Regions from separate parts of the Sus scrofa genome. Here regions 2 and 3 are each linked to region 1. Evidence: chromatin contacts called from public Hi-C and HiChIP or PLAC-seq data. All regions are on one chromosome and are shown on one strand. The core of a region is the stretch at or near the end of the contact, and the rest is flanking DNA. Distances in the headings are between cores, read along the strand shown.

Region 1 (3,330 bases), core at 736-3,235:
AGCACTACCAAAATCAAATCCTCTACAGCTAACAGGTAATGCCTAAAGCTTTTCAAAAACAAACAAAAAACAAAAAAAAATAATGCATGCATCTTCTCAATACAGGAACAATTAAGACATCTAAGCTAAAATTCTCTTTAAAAACAAAACACAAAATAAAAAGGGACAGCAATTCTATTTTCCCCTAACAAAGGTTAAGTCCCAGCTGCTGCATCAAAACAAAAACTTAGGGCTCCTAAAGCAGCCCCGATTGGGTATGAAATTAGAGTACGAAAGGACTTGGAAATAAATTGAGCTCTACACACGCCTGCCTCTCGCCTCGAGAGCACGCACCTCCCAGCCCCGCTCTCAGCAGCTCTCACTATTTAAAGCCGGATCTGGTGTTTAAATGGAGAGGCGGTGACGTAGGCCTGAAAAGCACCTTCCCATCCTGGCAGAGTCTATATTAGAGAGCGGCAATGGCTCTATATAAACAGGGCAGCCAAAGGGAGGAGGACCACAAGGCTCAGGGACTGAAAGGCAGGGTAAGCGGCCGCAGCCATGATGGATCGACCCGAGTCGTCAACGGTACGGAGTCGGGCGGCCGCGGGCTTGTCTGCATTTGGGACCGGGCAAAAACGTGTTTTATTGTCACAATAAAAATAAGAGAGTGGGGTGGACTAGTGATCACATTGCGTTGGTGACTGAAAAGGTTATTTATGTGACTGCTTTTTGCAAACCTACGTGATCGCAAGTAAGAAAAAAGGGACAAACGGTGAGAAGTAGGCAAATTTCGAGGCGAAAGTGGGGGCACTTTGACCACTGTAAGCTTTGTTTGTTTTGGTGTTTTTGCTAGTCGAAGATACGATGGGGGGGGTTGCTTCCCCTTCGCCATTTTACCGATTCGGAAGGAACCGAGATAAGTGCTTTTCAACCTTCGTCCTTTTTTTTTTTTTTTTTTCTTAAACGTAAAATGGCCCCAGTGAAGCCTCCTAAGCACAACCCGCCACAACACCCAAAGTAACCCCCAAGTAGCCATTAGCCTTCCACTGCGTTAAAGTGGATCGCGGTGGGTCTTGGGGATTCGCCCAGTTCCCAAGACACGGTTTTTGTTTTGAGGCTGCTCGGAGAGCCCTTCTCCAGCCAGCGCGGCAGGACCCGCTTCGGGGAGGAAGCGGAGGCTCCCCTCCCGCCCTCCCTCCTGGCGGATGGGGTCTGGGGCCAGGGCCGCGCGCTCATCCCGGCCTCAACCGCCTCAGCGGCCCGGACCGCCCCGCGGCAGTTCCAGGCCCCGCCGGCACCCCCGCCCTCCCTGCCGCCGCGGCCCCGAGCCCTCGGCACCCCCCCGCGCCCGCCGCCCCGCGCCCCGGCCCGCTCCGCCCGAGGCGGGAAGCGGCGGCGGCAGCGGCGGCAGCCGCGCGGGCAGCTGAGAGTTGAGGCCGGGAGTCGCCGCCGTCCCCGCCCCCGCCCGGTCCGGCCGTTGCTGCCGCCTGAACGAAGCCCCCGCCGGCCACCGAACCACGTCCTTACCACGGTGTTTGTATTTGCCGAGTTCGCCATTTCCACACACAACACAAACAAGAGGGGGGCAAGCCCCGAGAAAACAAGATAAAAACAAAACGAAAAAAAAAAAAAAAAACACCCAGAGGGTGACCCAAGCCACCGCAAAATTGGGGGGGGAATTTTAAACAAAATCGGATCCTGCTGGATTAGAGGGGATCGGCGAGGGGAGGAAGAGGAGGGGGCAGTCCTCCCGGAGCTAAAAACTCGAGGATCGCCCTTAAAAAAAAAAAGGGCACGACCCTTCTGGGGTTTGGGGGGCGTTGCCCGCTCCCCACCCCGCGCCAAGGAGGGAAACCACCACTGGTCGCCGCTCCCCGCGCCGCCGCTGCCGCCACCGGCTGCAGCTCCAGCCGTCCGGTCCGCCCGCTTCTCCCTTTATATAGTGAGCCAACGAGCTGCGCGAGCCGCCGCTGCCGCCGCTGCCGCCGAGAGACAGGGCGGAGGGGGAGGGAGGGGCGGAAAGGGCGGGGGCAGAGGTGGGCGGGGCTGAGCGCAAGACACCGCGAGAGCCGCGTGCGCAGGCGCGCCGGGGCGGAGGCCGCCGCGAGCCGCGTCGTCACGCTCAGGGGAGGGTGTTGTGTGGGCGGGACCCGGGGACTTAAGTAGGGAAGTCCGACCGCGGTCTCCCCAAATGTCGCGTGATCACGTGGTCGGCAACCAGGCGGAAGTCTCCGGCTGCTGTTTTGGGATGAAGAACTTGCAAAGCTCTGTTGGAGAAAAGCGTGAGTTGTGGCGACGCTCGAGTCGAAACCTAGCTGATTCCGCCTCCTGTCGGGAGATTCTGAGCTGTCCCACGCTGGAGGGGCTAGGAAATGTAGGAGCTCTGGCGGCTGCCCCGCTAGGCATGGCTGTGGAAAAGGGCGGGTCACGTGGCCCGGCTTCCGGCAAAAGTTTTAAGTGCGGAGTCATCTCCGAGCGTGAGCTAAGGTCAGACTCCTAGTTGCTGAAGCGTTAGCACGCCTTGCTGAGGGTGGGCCTTTCGCTTGCAAAATTGTGTATGAGTTCCTGAAAGGGAACTGATTTGGTTCCCCTCTTACTACATTCAACAATTATTACATATTATTACATTCCACAATTAATAATCCCTGAAGCCAGCAGAGTTGTCTGTCTCCATCAGTACAACTACAAAGTCTCTTTAAATTTCCGTTCCCCAGAGTCCCGGCCTCTCCAAGCCCACTTACTTCAAATAACTTCTCAAGGTGGTAGAAATGTTAAAACTAACCCCCCAAAAAAGGTCACCACCTGGATTATGACCGCACAACTTTTCCTGGTTTTTTTTTTTTTTAAATGTTGCAAAAATTCAGTGATTCCATATGTTCAGCACGTGCTAACATCTTGAATACTTGCCCTTGACCCATCAACTCTCATGGCTGCAAGAGAGCAGGTAGAAAATGGCCATGTATTCAAGGGCAACTCAGTAGGCGTTTGACCTGCTCTGCCCAAGCTAATCCCGCCTTTATATCAGCATTTCACGCAAAACGGAATACTCTGTTTAGAAGACAGAACTCAACAGTTCCTAATTTTCTTGTCCCTAGGAATTGCGAGTGACATGGAATGCAGTCTGGACAAGTGAGGGAGTTGATCCTCAAAAAGCAAAGCAAAACAAAATGTCAAACTTATGCTCCTGAAAGAAGATTTGAGAAAGATCAGTTGCTTTTCAGTTCCCTGCACAGTGGCCTCTTTGGGAACACTGAAAGAGATAAGACCATAGGAAATCATATTGTCCTATACTATTATATAAAATTATGATTCCATCACCATTTGTAATTCATGTAATATTCAAGTGAC
Region 2 (3,622 bases), core at 1,090-3,589, 200 kb after region 1:
CAACTTTCAAATATATAATACAAATATGCAATGGTTAAATAGTCACCAGGCTGTACGTTACATACCCATGACATATTTATTTTATAACTGGAAATTTGTGCCTTTTCACCCCCTTTACCCATTTCACCCACCCTTACCCACCCCCACCTCTGGCAACCACCAATCTGTTCTCTGTACTTATGAGCTTGTTTGTTTGTAATTTGTGTTTGTTTTAGATTCCACATGTAAGTGAGATCATATGATATTTGCCTTTCTCTGTCTGACTTATATTCACTAGCATAATGCCCTCAAGGTCTATCTAACGTTAAAAATGGCAAGATTTCATTCTTTTGTATGAGTGAATAATATGCCATTGTGTATATATACCACAATGCTTTTATCCATTCATCCACTGATGGACATTTAAGGTGCTTCCACATCTTGGCTATTGTAAGTAGTGCTGCAAAAATTGGGGGGGGGTGGAGATAGATACATAGGTTTTTGAAGCATACATATTTGCAATTGTTTATCTCTCAGTTTCTAAGTTTGCCAGTGGGTATTAGTTTTTTTGTTCTCCAGCTATGTCATCAGCTCCTCAAGAGAAAAACTTGAATCCCTAATTTAAGGCTGTGGGCATTCTGGCCACTTAAATGAATATTATTGATTGCCTAAAAAAAAAGTTTAAGAGCACAAAATCAAATACGGTGTTTAATGGAATCTATTGATTTGCCCTGCTCAGAACCCTTTTCTTTTTTCTCCCCCAACCCATCCAGCCTTAATGAAGCTGTCAATCAAGTGCCTTCCCCCACCCCGGCTAAGGGGTCAGCCCAGAGATTTGAATCACCTCCAAAAGTTGGACTAACAGTTTCAATCAGTTAGAACAGTAGTGCTTTAGCTTTTGTGTGATTCTGAGACCTATCCCAGACCCTAAAGATAAATTCTTTTTTTACTATTTCCAGAATAAATCTAAAAGATAATACATACATTTTAATTTAATTTTGCTTCAGTTTGGAAATCTGAACAAGTTCTCATAAGCATCCAAGGAATGGAAGACTTTCACTTGCTTTTCCCTGGAAGGGCAAAATGACAACGACAACTAATGTGGTCAAAATTGTCTTTGGAAAAAGTTTTGCTACAATTTGGTTATCTCGAAGTGTTTGGACCACCAACGATTAGGTGAGGATGTAGAGAGGCCCTTCATGAAGAAAATGAAATGGCTTCAAGCGTCGGAGCCCCACATGGAATGCCCTTCAGTCATTATCCAGGATTGCAGCAGGCTGGCTTGGGCGACTGGGTCCTCCATCACCCCTGAAGACACCCTAGAGGTCAGCTACCCTCTAACTCTGTGGCCCCTCCAGAACCCCTATGATCCCACCCTTCCTTTCGGCCCTGTGCTCCTGAACCACCACAACACCCACTCACCACATCATCTCAACAGGAAGGGTCACATCCCTCCATTCACACATGGATCTTCAGATTTCATCCCCGTTCTTGGTCAGGCTACATTGACCAAACTTAAGGTGGCAGCAGTGGGTTATCTTTGAAGATATTTGCAAGCATTAAAAAAAAATTGAATTTTGGAGTTCCTCCCATCGCACAGTAGGATAAGAGTCCAACGGCAGGAGTTTCCGTCATGGCTCAGTGGAAGTGAATCTGACTAGTATCCATGAGGACATAGGTTCAATTCCTGTCCTTGCTCAGTGGGTTAAGGATCTAGCATTGCCATGAGCTGTGGTGTAGGTTGAAGACGCGGCTCAGATCTGGTGTTGCTATGGCTGTGGCGTAGGCCAGCAGCTACAGCTCTGATTTAACCCCTAGCCTGGGAACCTCCATATGCTGCAGGTGCAGCCCTAAAAAGACAAAAAAAGAATCCAACTGCAGTGGTTCAGGTCATGGCAGAGGCATGGGTTTGATACCTGGCTGGAATGGTGGGTTAAAAGATCTGGCAAAAATTGCCTTAGCTGCAGCATGAATTCAGTCCCTGGCCTGGAAGCTTCTATATACTGTGGGTTTGCCCATTTTAAAAAATTGAATATTATGAACAAATGGTGAAAATACTATACCAGAACCACGACAGCACCACCGTTGACTGCTAACCACTGTGGACATGATACCATTGTCACAGTGCTTCCACATCCTATGAAAAGAGTGTCAGTGACCCTCTGTGGTTTTTTGATTTATCTCCATGATTCTGTTAATCACCACCTGAATGCCCTGGCAGTGGCTTTTGGTCTAAAGCCCTGGGTTCTATCAGGAGTGACAAACCAGGGCTGAATCCATGAGTCCATAGTCAGCACTCACTCAGTACTTGTTGGTGGCAATCTGATGACTGAATTTAGACCAGAGCTTAATGAAGCTTCCTCTCACTGGGTGACAGCTTTCATGACAAAAAGGAGAAGGGACCAGAAAACTGAACATGTTAAGGGCTCCTTGCTGGTTCATATTTCTCCACAGCTAGAAAATGAGTCATTGAAGGCAGGAACGTTAGGGGGAAATTTTGGCCACAGAATATTCACCAAATTGGGCAAGAACACTTTGCCTCAGGACCAAAGTCACTGTGGCGGGTGTGAAAAGTTGTAGAAACCACTGTGGCGGGTGTGAAAAGTTGTAGAAACCACTGTGGCGGGTGTGAAAAGTTGTAGAAACCACAGCAGGGAGAATTGGCGCAGGGCTCTGAGGGAGTTACCCATGCACTCAAGAGGAGAGAGGAAATGTGGAGCCTGGGAAGTTCCATCTTCAAGCTCCACACATAATTTTTTCTTCCCGTTGAGCAGGTGTTATGGAAAACCCCATGGTGGCAAGACCTGAGTCCAATGTTGTAGAAACAGAACATGGAGGCCAGAGGCACTTGCTCTTCTCTCAGGTCCTTAAATTCTGCTAATGAGAGGATCCTTCTGTTGGTGGCATGAAAATAAAACAACTAATTTTGCTAGTACCTATATTTTAAGAAGATACACCGAAAAGCATAAATGTTAACCTTAGCTTCAAAATTTTTAATTTTTTTTTTTGGCCATGCCTGAGGCATGCAGATGTTCTTAGGTCAGGGAACGAACTCAAACTGCAGCAGTGACAATGCTAGATCCTTAACTCCTAGGCCACCAGGGAACTCCCAGATTTTTTTTTTTTTTTTACTTTTAATTTAATGGTTTTTGTTTTTTTGTTTTTTTTTTTTTAAGGGCCACACCCTCGGCACATGGAGGTTCCCAGGCTAGGGGTCCAATCGGACTTGTAGCCACTGGCCTACAACACAGCCACAGCAACGCAAGATCTGAGCCATGTCTGCAACCTACACCACAGCTCACAGCAACACCAGATCCTTAACCTACTGAGCTAGACCTGGGATTGAACTCAGGTCCTCACGGATGCTACTTGGGTTCATTAACAGCTGAGCCATGATGGGAACTTCTTAATTTAATGTTTGAACAAGCAACACAATGCCATGGTTCAGGATACACAGTCAAAAGTTTATCCCCCTCTCCGTCACTCAGTTTTCTTCCCTTTAAGCACCCCAGTGTCACTACTGCAACATGTGTCTTTTCTGGTTCAGGGCTGGTTAACACAGCAGTGTTTTATCCCTGAGGACACATGAGGCTTTCATAGCTCCCGTCCCTCTGCAACTCCTTTTTGCAGCTCACCTGGGGAC
Region 3 (3,186 bases), core at 482-2,981, 250 kb before region 1:
CTCATGGATACTAATCGGATTCGTTTCTGCTGTGCCATGATGGGAACTCCCTCAATTGTATTTCTAAGGCAGTAAATGAACTATGTGCTAGTACACCCAAAGGAAATATTTTATAACTGCCCAGATCTTCTTACGTTAGTATTGCAATTAAATAAGTAAAAATAAAATGCCTTTGGTTGTCAGAGCTATGGACAGAAATATTTTCCATTTTTTGTGACTACTTTCAAAGCAGTTTGTAAGAATCCACAGAAAGTTATCCAGTAAACTGGTAGTTGTCCACATAAAAAGTGGATCTGGAAAACATCCATAAACCACTCCAACAAAAAAAGGTATTCTGTTAATCAACAAGTCAAGACAGAATTCAAAGTGACCCAAGTCATGCAATGGCAGAGAGGACACAGGTCTGATACAAATTTCACTCTTAACAAAGCAGCAAAGTTCACCGCATGAGTCATAGGCACACCCAAATTTATCTGTGCAAACATAAAACTACAAAAAATTTAATCTTCTATCTATGCTGTCCAATACAGTGGTCACTAGCCATATGTGGCTAATAAGCTTTTGAAATCTGGTCAGTTTGAAGTGATGTGTGCTATAAACTTAAACTACACACAACTGCTTAGTACCTTTTTTTTTTTCCTAAGTTTTTTAGTATGTAAAATGTCTCAAGTTTCTTATTGACAACATGTTGAAATGAAAACATTCTGGATACATTGTACCAAACTATTTACAAAGTAATTTCACCAGCTTCTTTTTACTTATTGAGTGTGGGTACTAGAAAATTTAAATTTGCCTGTGTGGCTCACACTACGTTTTTACAGCACAGGTCTGCATAATTAAAAATAAATAAATACTGAGCACTTCCAATGGGCCAGGCCCTGTATTAGAAATTTTACATAATACTTGGCACAAGGCTACAAAGCCTATGTGAAAGTGACAAAGCGCCATCAAACCAATAAAGGATGTCGCTGGAATTCAGTATCAGGTGTTCCTACAAAATAATTCAAGGAATTGTTAGCAGATGACGTTAGGGCAACAGCCATATAGTCAAAAGAAGGACAAGTCACCGATACAGCATTCCCAAGGGTAGCAAATTTTTGCGATTCTAAAACAGGTACAAAACGTCAAATTATATCGCAGGCCCGGCAAAAGTACACGTAAGGAGGGTGGCAAGAACGAGGCTAACTCCTTGACAGCTCAAGCTTTACTGCTACTAGCGGCAGTACAAGCTGCTCTCAAAAAAGGACAACCAAGTTGAAATTCCCTGTTTAACCTGCCCAGGACCTGACTGTGGACATCCACGCCAAGGGCGGGGTCACCGGGATGCCAGGCACGCCATCTCCCCCAACTTTTACACATACACCACCCACCCAGGGCCCTATCCCAAATCTCTGCGTAGATCTGACGTCCCCACCACGGGGAAGAGGGGAAGCGGGAACCTAACATCTACGATAAGACAGGGAAGTGGTTTAAAAAAAAAAAAAAAAAAAAAGGCGAGGGGACGGTTTGGGGGCAGGTACCTGCGATAGAAGAGGACCCCGGGCCCTTAATGCCGGATCATCGCCAAGGCCCCACAGGGCTCCCGCGTCCACCAGCGACCCAGAAGGTGTAACTGACCAGACGCCGCGGCACAACCGACTCAACTCTCCTCAGACTCGCAGCTATGGCAACTTGAACTAGCCGCCCAGCCGCAGCAAGTGTACCGAGCCCCGCTGCTACCGCTTGGCCCTCTGGGAGTTGTAGTCCCTCATGCTCAAAAGCAAGGAGTTACTAAGGAAGATCGGCACCAAGAGAAACTGCATTTCCCAGGATGCCATACGACTGGCCTTCTCTTAACTTAACCGGAAGAAGCCGGATTTGCAGGCACCTGAGTCCCTCGGCCGCACCCTCCTGCCCTGCTCTTTTTTTTTTAAAGGGCCAGTTGCTTCTAAAGAGGCAAACACCAGAGAGTGAATTAGAGAGCTGACGCTAACATAGTCATAAAAGCCTAAAATATTTACTTTGTGAACAATAACAATTCAAATTAGTTGCAATACTAACATAAATTATGTTTCTTTTACTCCTTGGGGAACAGGAAAAATTTCCAGCAGCGAAATGTAAAAATCCCCTAATACCAGGGCACAATGTCTTTTTCTGAAGGTTCATAAATTCTTAGAACTGGAAAGGAACAGAGAAGATTATCTAATCAAATCCTTTAGGCCCGGAAAGAGTAAGTGACTCGCCTAAAACCACATAGCTCATTCATGGCAAACACAAAGTACATGAAGCTGTCACTTCATGGCTGCTGCTACCTTCAGTGTAGGGTTGTCATCTCCTCGGTCCTTCTAGAGCGTGAGAGAGACACACTCCACTCAGAGAAGTGGTTTCAGTCCTGAAAAGGTAATAACAAAAACCTCAAATAAAACAAATAATTGAACTTTGCAAAAGCTAAGTGAAAATTAAATTAGGTGGAGCATTCTTTCTGCTCCCCCCAAAAGACCATCGATTCTTTCTTCCTCAAGGCTAAAATCAAATTTTACTTTATCTGTGAAAGCTTTACCTTAAGAAGAGCTAGCTCACATTTTTAAACTACACAGTTTCCCTATTCTAATAAGTTTGTACCGTAATCATCTGTTTCCCAGTTGGTCTCCTCTGCCACACTCTAAGTCTTTCAAACACAGAGACTAACCTTTTAAAACTGTTCTCTCCCTTCTCAGCTTTTCCCCACTTCACACTCTCCCTTTCTATTTCCCTCTTTCTCTCCTCCTCCCCCAGCCATACACACACACACACACACACAAAAATCATAAATAATGTATTAGAATCATTCAGATATTTGCTCTAGTCATCACTGAGCAGTAGTTTATTTTATATTCAGTTTGAACATAAAATAATTCTTCTTAAGATCTCCCTGTGTATCTGCATCTATCTTCATGCTGTTTGCTGAAAGACGTGATTCAAGAATACACTCCACTTAATACATAAATTAAGATAATTCAGAACAGCCTTAAATTTTCCAAATATGCATGTGGAAGTATAATAATAACTCTTTAACATTTTAATTTTTCCAAAAAATGTATTTATTTAAATCAGCAAATGTATACTGAATCTTTCTATAATCCATTGTATAAGACACCGAAGGTACAGTAAAAATGAGGAGATAAACAACATAATCTCTGCCCTCATGTTGCTCAGAGTCAAGTGAGA

What was found. Hi-C and Micro-C count contacts between places; a contact is called where the count stands out from the background. HiChIP or PLAC-seq counts read pairs in DNA pulled down with a chosen protein or histone mark.
Region 2: an H3K27ac HiChIP or PLAC-seq map of alveolar macrophages shows a contact between it and region 1, with 13 times the contacts expected there. The contact joins the enhancer-like site here to the promoter of GTF2A1 in region 1. A contact is called at or near these places in 2 of 5 promoter capture datasets (both in liver), 5 of 47 Hi-C or Micro-C datasets (adipocytes, embryonic fibroblasts, fibroblasts and 2 more) and 2 of 2 datasets of contacts at active chromatin or transcription factors (alveolar macrophages and skeletal muscle).
Region 3: a Hi-C map of liver shows a contact between it and region 1, with 6 times the contacts expected there. The contact joins the promoter of CEP128 here to the promoter of GTF2A1 in region 1. A contact is called at or near these places in 3 of 5 promoter capture datasets (fetal liver, fetal skeletal muscle and liver), 15 of 47 Hi-C or Micro-C datasets (adipose tissue, alveolar macrophages, embryonic fibroblasts and 8 more) and 2 of 2 datasets of contacts at active chromatin or transcription factors (alveolar macrophages and skeletal muscle).

The regions. Positions count from the first base shown.
Region 1 is chr7:104,007,333-104,010,662 of Sscrofa11.1, forward strand. It overlaps GTF2A1 (transcription initiation factor IIA subunit 1), which reads right to left and starts at 1,986. Exons shown (of 9, transcript XM_021099583.1): 1 at 1,510-1,986. The coding sequence starts at 1,539. LOC110261640 (a long non-coding RNA gene) reads left to right here and starts at 481. Exons shown (of 4, transcript XR_002346024.1): 1 at 481-567.
Region 2 is chr7:104,202,297-104,205,918 of Sscrofa11.1, forward strand. No RefSeq gene overlaps it. Among named protein-coding and RNA genes, the nearest start is that of STON2, 14 kb to the left of the region's middle. Within about 2 kb of position 2,340, at least 2 of the 83 cell types and tissues checked have an H3K27ac peak or open chromatin away from gene starts, as enhancers often do. A contact at or near this core is called in alveolar macrophages, where this site is marked.
Region 3 is chr7:103,758,592-103,761,777 of Sscrofa11.1, forward strand. It overlaps CEP128 (centrosomal protein of 128 kDa), which reads right to left and starts at 1,732. Exons shown (of 27, transcript XM_021099567.1): 1 at 1,521-1,732.